Linked DNA regions of Mus musculus: region 1 is linked to region 2. Evidence: chromatin contacts called from public HiChIP or PLAC-seq data. All regions are on one chromosome and are shown on one strand. The core of a region is the stretch at or near the end of the contact, and the rest is flanking DNA. Distances in the headings are between cores, read along the strand shown. Region 1 overlaps Gm41296 (a long non-coding RNA gene). Region 2 overlaps Gm38600 (a long non-coding RNA gene).

What was found. HiChIP or PLAC-seq counts read pairs in DNA pulled down with a chosen protein or histone mark.
Region 1: an H3K27ac HiChIP or PLAC-seq map of regulatory T cells shows a contact between it and region 2, with 4 times the contacts expected there. The contact joins two enhancer-like sites. A contact is called at or near these places in 3 of 115 datasets of contacts at active chromatin or transcription factors (memory CD8 T cells, pancreatic cancer cells and regulatory T cells).

The regions. Positions count from the first base shown.
Region 1 is chr15:36,704,509-36,708,368 of GRCm38.p6, reverse strand. Gm41296 (a long non-coding RNA gene) reads left to right here. Exons shown (of 3, transcript XR_875148.3): 2 at 2,683-2,774; 3 at 3,662-3,860. Among named protein-coding and RNA genes, the nearest start is that of Gm41296, 3.2 kb to the left of the region's middle. Within about 2 kb of position 2,203, at least 38 of the 459 cell types and tissues checked have an H3K27ac peak or open chromatin away from gene starts, as enhancers often do. A contact at or near this core is called in regulatory T cells, where this site is marked.
Region 2 is chr15:36,332,883-36,337,036 of GRCm38.p6, reverse strand. The region is part of intron 4 of Gm38600 (a long non-coding RNA gene); the gene reads right to left. Among named protein-coding and RNA genes, the nearest start is that of Gm33826, 4.1 kb to the right of the region's middle. Within about 2 kb of position 2,121, at least 35 of the 459 cell types and tissues checked have an H3K27ac peak or open chromatin away from gene starts, as enhancers often do. A contact at or near this core is called in regulatory T cells, where this site is marked.

The DNA of each region.
Region 1 (3,860 bases), core at 954-3,453, 370 kb before region 2:
GAATGTCCCTGCTCAGCATCCTTCTAGTCTCTAGGAGATATTCCATGGTTTCTTTTCTTCTGTGACTGCTATAGGACCACTAAGAGCCTGTGTTGTAACTCTTTGTTGTAAATATGCTCCTACATATTACTGGTGGATTTTGTCTCCCAGAAATGAATTATTGTCTAACCCCAGTGGATGGAGTCACCTAGAAAGACGCGGGGACATAAAAGGAAAGAAATACCTTTTCTTAAGATCTTAGGTTCACATCTACCTTCATAAGAAAATAGATTAACAAGGGAGAAAAAAACCCCACAAAGTTATCCAATGTACTTCCTGTTCTGTGTAGTACGAGATCACCCAGTAATGGAGACTTAAGAAGGCAAAGAATGCTGTACCTATTTATGCTTAAGTTTAATGGAAGCCAGGACCAAAGTTGGTTTCTACTAATAGTAGCAGTGGCAAGTCCTATGTTGGGTAGCCTTTGCTGTGAGTGTGTCACCAAAGTCACAAGCAAGATGTTTTCTGCGTGGCCTCCCCAACAGCCACTGAGAATTATGCGAAGAAATATAATGAACTTCAGATGAACTTGAAGATATCACTATTCTAACACATTTCTGGAAAGTGGTGTGCGAATATAACATCTCTCTGGCTCTTGCTGACCTAATCTCTAACGGGGGGGGGGGGGGGAGCGGGACACTTATCTTTCTCTAAATTTGAGATAACCTATAACTTGTAGGAGTGTTACACAACTGATCAGTACTGACAGTTTTGTTTTCTTTATTGTTTTTAAATTTCTATTTATTTATTCTATGTGCATGAGTGTTTTGCCTGCACGTATGTCTGTGTACCACGTGTGCCTGCTGCCCATGAGGCCAGAAGGGGTCCCCTGGAACTGGAGTTACAGATGGTTGTGAGCTGCCATGTCAGGTGCTGGGTTCTGAACCTGGGTCCTCTGGAAGAGCAGCTGGTTCCCTTAACCACTGGGCCATGTCTCCAGCCCCCACCATGATTTTTCATGATTCTCAGTGTTTGAGAGTAGAGCTATGGCCCCAGTCAGCCTCAGGGGTTAGGCTAGGAACAAAAATGAGGCAAATGGTACTGCCTGGGTGGTAGCAAAGAAGAATATGCACACAGGGCTCAATCAACATGTCCCCACTGCATAAAAGTCACCCTCATTCCCAGGAGTCTCCATTAGGGCCTCTGTGTATCCTAGAGACAGCCCTCCCATCCTATCTCCCTCCATCAACTGCAACTTTAAAGTTGTGTGTGTGTGTGTCAGAAGACAATATGCAAGAGTGAGCTGGCTCCCTCCAACATATAGCTCTCAAGACTTAAACCTTAAACTCAGGTCCTCGGGGTTGGTGGCAAGCACCTTTACCAGCTGAGCCATCTTGCAGGCCCTCTAATGTTTTATCAGTGTTCCTGCAGATTGGGGTGATGGGATTTGCAATGTGCCCTTGGGGTCTCCCTTGCCCCTCTTGGCCCCAGGATCACAGGAAGACCACACTCTAGGCCCTCTCCACCCACATTCACTCTCTCTTTAATCCCTGTCCAAGTCCCTGCAAGCTGGAAGCTTTACCTAAGGAAAGTGGCTCAGGCTCTTCTTCACACTAGAGTGTTAATGGTTTAACAGTTCCCCCTGCACAATGAGTGAGGCAGAGCTACAAAGCCAACAGTAAGAGAAGCTACAGAATCAAATAGTAAATACGGGGGATTTAGGGTATCTGGCCCCTCCTAGGAAGGAATGTGTTAACTTCAAAGTCTTCTTCAACTCTTTTGATCTCACCAACAAAACCAAACCAAAGTCTGTCTTTGGAGAGCAGGGAGGCTGGCAGGAGGCTGAGCTCCGGGTTCTCTCTGGGGAGGCTCTGGGAGACCCAAGAGGGTGGGAAGCTTGAGACCCCTGCTGTGGCACACCTGCTAACTTTCATTCACCACTCTGGCCATGGGTGAGATGTCCAGCAAGTATTCCTGAAACACACCCGAGATGCACGCTAACCCAGAGAAGAGAGCAACCCCAACGGGTTCCTCAAGATTACTATTTATGAATTAAAAAAAAAACCAAGCAACTCTTTGCCCATGACTTTAGCCTAGAGGTTTTCTTCCCATTCAGGAAAGGCTGCTTCCCCAACATCTTCAAAGCAGGCCTTGCAGTTGAAGTGTATGGTCACCAGGTGGTGAGAGCGTGCTGTGGCTGGGAACAGCAACTAGGAAGCCAAGCTCACAGGCACCCAGGTACCTTACCCAGAGCCAGGACTTCCTCTCCACTGCAGCCACAGCCACTAAGTTAAGAGAGATGAACCACCCTTAATGAACAATCAGTCCATAGTGACCTGGAGCAGCTACGTAGACCAAGCCGTCTCCATCTGAGAAAAAAAAAAAAAGTCAATCTGTTTTTAGAAAACAAAAAGCCTCAGGAGTGCCCACCTTTCTTTGTAAAACCTTATTTGTTTATTGATTGATTGATTGATTGATTGGGGGGGGGCGGGGTATGCTCACACAGGCCCACGCTCATGCATGTTACGGATGCATACGACTGCATGGTTGTCAGAGAACCACTTTCAGAAATCAGTTCCTTCTTTCCACTGTGTGGGTTGTGGACACCAAACTCAGGCTGCCAAGCTTGGTAGCAAGCATCTTTACCCACTTTTCAGTGAGTGTATCTCTGCCACCTCATGCTTCCTTCTGGTCTCCTTGCAGGAGGAGACACTACCCTCTTGTGACACGTCTAGGAAAGAACTCTAAAGTTCTCTAAAGGAACGGGCACCCAACTTCCATCTGTCACCACCTGGGTAAGAGCCTATAGCAGTGTCACCACCTGGGGAGGAGCCTAGAGCAGTGTCACCATCTAGGGAAGAGACTAGAGAGGTGTTTCTCAATGTGCAGATCTTGAAATCTTTGGGGTTAAATCACCCCTTCACCCTTAGGAGTCCCCTAAGACTATTAGAAAACACAGATATTTACATTATGACTCAACAGTAAGAAAATTAGTTATGAGTAGCAGTGAAATAATTTTATGACTGGGGGTCACCACAGCATAAGGAACTGTATTAAAGGATTACAGTATCAAGGGGCTTGAGAACGTCTGCCCTAGAGGAACCTGGTCAGGGCTGAGCTAGGAGGGTGTTAGAGATCAAAGATGCTGGGGTCCCCGCTCTCCCTTTCCCGCTTGGACCTACAGGTTTGCTGGTCCCTTCTCCCACCTCACCTGTCTTTTAATGATCTCCTTCCTGGTCCTACTTCCAAACACAGCCAATTCCCTTTATTTAACGGGATTTTTCACAAGACATTGCCTCAAATATTTGCTCATTAAGTGAGCAAATCCTGACCTCAAAGGGGGTTGAGTTCATGGTGACAAATTAGAAGACTTTTTATCACCTGACTGATACATACACAACCTTTGTGGTCCTGATGGATTATACCTGTAATCTAAGACTGAAGCAGGAGGATTGCTATGAGTTTGTGGTCAGCACAGGTGAAAGTAAGAGTCAATAATAGCACGGGGTGAGGCGGGGAGCAGGAGGGCAGACAGAGGAAAGAGTAGCGGTTGAGATGTAAAGTGAATTAATTAATTAATCGATTGATTGATTAATGGAGAAAATAATAGTACAATCTTTCTATCTAAAGACATTCCACTAAGTATTAACAATGGGTGACTTTTCTGTCTCATGTATTGCAGGCTATGAGCCACAATATGTTTGTACTTGGAGCACTGTACCCACTTGAGCCATGTGCTCAGCAGCAATGTAAACAACCAGTCAGCAGCAAAAATAACAAAACCTGTTTCAGAAAAACAAGAGGGGATAGTAAGTAGTCTAAGAAGCTGAGCCTGAGAGACTCAGAGTTGAACAAGCCAGATCCTTATCTTGTTGGACTTG
Region 2 (4,154 bases), core at 872-3,371:
TCTGCCAAAGCAAACCTACTTTCCTCATGAAGTTACCTAGTCTCAGATGTCTCAGTCCAGTGATGAAAACAGATTAAATCCTCTAGTGTGGAGAATCTGAGATTTCCCTCCACTCTCCTGTCTCAGCTCTCTCACCAAGCCCTCCATGCTTGTCTTAGATGGACTCTCCTCTTGAAATGCTGCTAATCCCTACACCTGACTGTCAGCTCTCCATGTCTTTCTAGATCCACATCAAACATTCCTTTTTCTAGTTAAGATGGGCTGTAACCCCATGTCCAGCCATGTCCGTAGACTCTGTCTCTCAGGGGGAGTTCGACCTGTTGGGGTCTCTCCACTCACTACTCTGCCTCCATCTACTCCTGTCACACAGGAAGTTTTGGGTTACTTTGCCTTTATCTCGTCTCCCTTGATACCAGGACTATGAGTGCATTTTGTTTCCTCTCTCTTCCTCATCCCACATCTGACCTCTTATCCTTCTTAGCTCCATGTCACACTCACAGAATCATTCCAAGCTCCTCTTGAGTAATACATGAAGCTCAGGTGCCTCTTTCTCACACTGTTAACATTGTCTTTTACTAAATCTGTTTTTCCTTTTCACCCATAAGGCCTATGACTGTTCAAAGTGAAACTAATATAGATTCAGATCTGCTTATTCTCTGCTCTTATTTGTTTGTTGTCTGTTTGTTTATCTTGATGTTGAAAGTTAAATCCAGGGCACTGTACAATTTAGAGTAGCTCTATCACCGTTCCCACATTGGGTCATCTCATTTTCTGTCTGACTTTTTGTTTGGGATTAGTTGATTGTTTGTTTGTTTGTTTTGCTTTGAGACAGGGTCTTAGGAAGCAAACGCTGGCCTTGAACTGTTAATCCTTCTGCCTCCACCTCCCTCCCATGTGTTGGGATTACAGCATGTGCCACCATGTCCCTGTCTGGCTCCTTTTCCAATTTTAAACTTTTAAATTATCCCCAGGAAACATGGACTTGGGAAGTGGTACCCTGACAACATTTCCTGCAGATCTTCCCACGATCTCTACCCACTGGGAGGATTTATGTTCTAAAGACCAAATTGTCTCCTGATAACAGCTCTTCCCACCTCCTCCCTCTAGCATCCCTTCTTGATGGTGCCTGGGCTAGTTCAGTCTTATCCAGTGGTGAACATCCCAGATGCATAGATGCCAATTACTTAAAGGTGGGTTCATAACTGACAGGGATTTTCCTTAGATTGCATTCTTCCATCCTCAGCCAGCTGAGAGTCCTTTGCTTTATGTTTTTTGTCACTGGGGAGTGAAGTTCTCTTGTCTGGGTCTGTAGCTTGGCTGGCAGTTAGGCCAGACTACATTTGACTTTGAGATCAAAGTAGCAATCCTCCCCTAGTGTTATAAACAAGTCTACTTGTGTTAGTTTCCCACCATTTGTGTGAGGTACACTAATCACATTTCTGGTATTGTGATGAATGTCTGTGACAGATCAACTTATGAAGAGTAGCCATTTATTTGGGTACACAGTTTGGAAGGCTTCTGCCAATTGATTCCAGTCGTTTGTAAACTACACTAGACTCTGAGAGAGAGAGAGAGAGAGAGAGAGAGAGAGAGAGAGAGAGAGAGAGAGAGAGAGAGAGAGAGAGGAGATTCTTGTGCTGTTTTGAAAAAAGTGAAATTAGGATCTGGGGCATGTGAACCATGAAGTAATAAGTATGCCCTATTGCTTCACTGGAGTTGTGCTATCCAGCTAGCTTGCATTTCTAGGTGGTAAAGGTCACCACCAGGAATGAAAACATGTTAGGACGGGGTATACCAGATGTCCTAAGAAAATCTAGACAGTGGGTGGGAAGAAAGCTATAACAATACAATACAAGTCTTTAAAAGTTATATTTGCTTTGTTTTGCTCTGGCCTTATTTTCATGCTGTTCCAAGCTTTGCTGCCTAGCATCCACCTAGAAGGAATGTCTGTCGTTCTTCCAACTTACCATGTCTCTAGTCAACCTCCACACTGTGCCACTATGGTGAGCCTTCCTCATGATCACCCAGCTTTGAGATATTTTGTTATACTTTAAAGTATTCTCTCCGAGTTTGAACTATACTACAGAGATAGCTGTGAACTTAGCCTAAGGTGATGCAACACTAGGCAGTGGCTGGAGCCATAGAGCAGCACCAGGAAAGACGTCCAAGGAAGAACTGATGGGAATCTGTGTTCATTTCTTGAGCCAAATGCTATGCTGCTTTCTGTGCAGCAATCATGTCATTTATCTCTCCCAGAAACAAGGTCGCCTTGCTAGCAAGTGCTGGTACTAAAACTCATCCCCAGGCAGCCTGCCCTGCCACACTGATGTACTGCAAGCCTGTGTGATTTGGAAGGCCGTTCCTCAATGTCATGTGCAGTACAATTAGACACGATTGAATCATTCCCTCCTGAATCACTCGTGAATATTGCAATCTGGGGGGAGGAGTCCCCCAAGACCACAGAGATTGTGTGACATGAAATCAACTTCTTTTAAAAGGAAGTCCTGAGGAGCAAATGCTTCGGTCAGGCTGCTCCTCTCTGGTGAACATCCTGGCAGGAAACTTCCAAGACTGCCTGCGGTAAGCACAAGAGACTTAGGAAGGAATTGGTTGCCCTTGACTCTCATTGGGTTTCCTGTTTTGCCTTCCAACATTTGCACAGATTACAAAATATTTTTAGGAACAAAATTTTTGTTGTTGATGTTGCTTTTTCTCTTGCATGAGGTAAGATCTATGTTGGCAAGTGATCAGTTATGGGAATGACTGAGCTACCTGAAGCCAAACAATACTCTTCCCTTTTGAAGCCTGCTCTTTGCCTGTTCTCTATTCACTTCTAATCCCCACCCCTCCCTTCTTGCTCCCACTCTGCCTATTCTTGAAATGCTTTATCAGTCTTATTTGCATATATACCTGACTCTTGACCAGACTGACAGCTTCCTGTTTATCGAGGTGTTTCCATGGCTCTCAACCCACAGCAGCCACTCACAGGAGCTAATGGAATGAATGAAAACAGATTGGCAATTAACTGCTGGAAGTCTGTCAGCACTGAGAGAGAACCTACCTGAGGAGCTGGGCTCATCCTGTCTCAGAGCTGCTGTTGCTGCTGAGCAGGTCCACAAGTCCTTACTCTTAAGCAGATTAGGGGCTCAGGGAGCTATGTGATTCATCTAAGGTGACACAGGTTGTAACGAGCCATGAACCAAGCTCAAATAACCCTTTCCTCAAAATTGGCAGATAAAGAAAACCAGCAGCTTGGAGGGTTTTCCGATCCTCATGACTTCTGGTGACTTTAAAAGCTTTCTTCTGTGTGGTATGGTAGAGTGAAGTTGTGGAGACACTAGTCACTTTACTTCTTTGTGATCTTTCCTAGAGAAAGCAGCATGGTGGAGAAGGAAGGTGGCTGGATATCTTCCAGGGCAGAGTTCAAGTCCTGGTTCCTGACACCATCGCCAACATCCCTCTATTTGTCCTAGAGGGGCAATCACTCTCATAGCCTTTGAAGGAGAAAGTAAATCACACACACCCAGTGGAGCGGCAGGCATCCTGTTTGGTCAAGGTAGTCAAAGGGCAGGTGTTTGAACAGCAGGATGCCTGTGAGCTCTGCTGGCTCAGAGCCCTGGGATACCTTTTCTTCCTGCTTTATCCAGGTCCCAAACCTCACACACAGTCTCTCTCAAAGCTCCTGATCCTCAGCCTGGAGAGCGACTTCTCACCTACCCAGATGAGTTTTGTTTTGTTTTGTGACAGGGAGTCACTATGTATCTCTGACTGTCCTGGGATTCATTATGTAGATCAGGCTGGCCTTGAATTCACAGAGATCTACCTACCTCAGCCTCCCAAGTGTTGGGATTAAAAGCATGCTCCACTATACCCAGCCCATAAATCAAATTTAATTGAACCAAAGCCAGGCTCATTCATTGACATGTTATTGACATGTTATTGACAGCTGCTTCTCCAAGACAAAGGCAACAGTACCTGCAGTAAAGATTATGTGAACTGGGCCTGAGCAGATGGATCAACAGTTAAGAACACTTGCTGCTCTTCCGGAGGACCTGAACTCTGTCCCCAGCCACCCATGTCAGCAGCTCACTGCCACTTGTAATTCAAGTCCAAGAGATTGGATACCTTCTTTTCACCTCTTTGGGTGAATACAT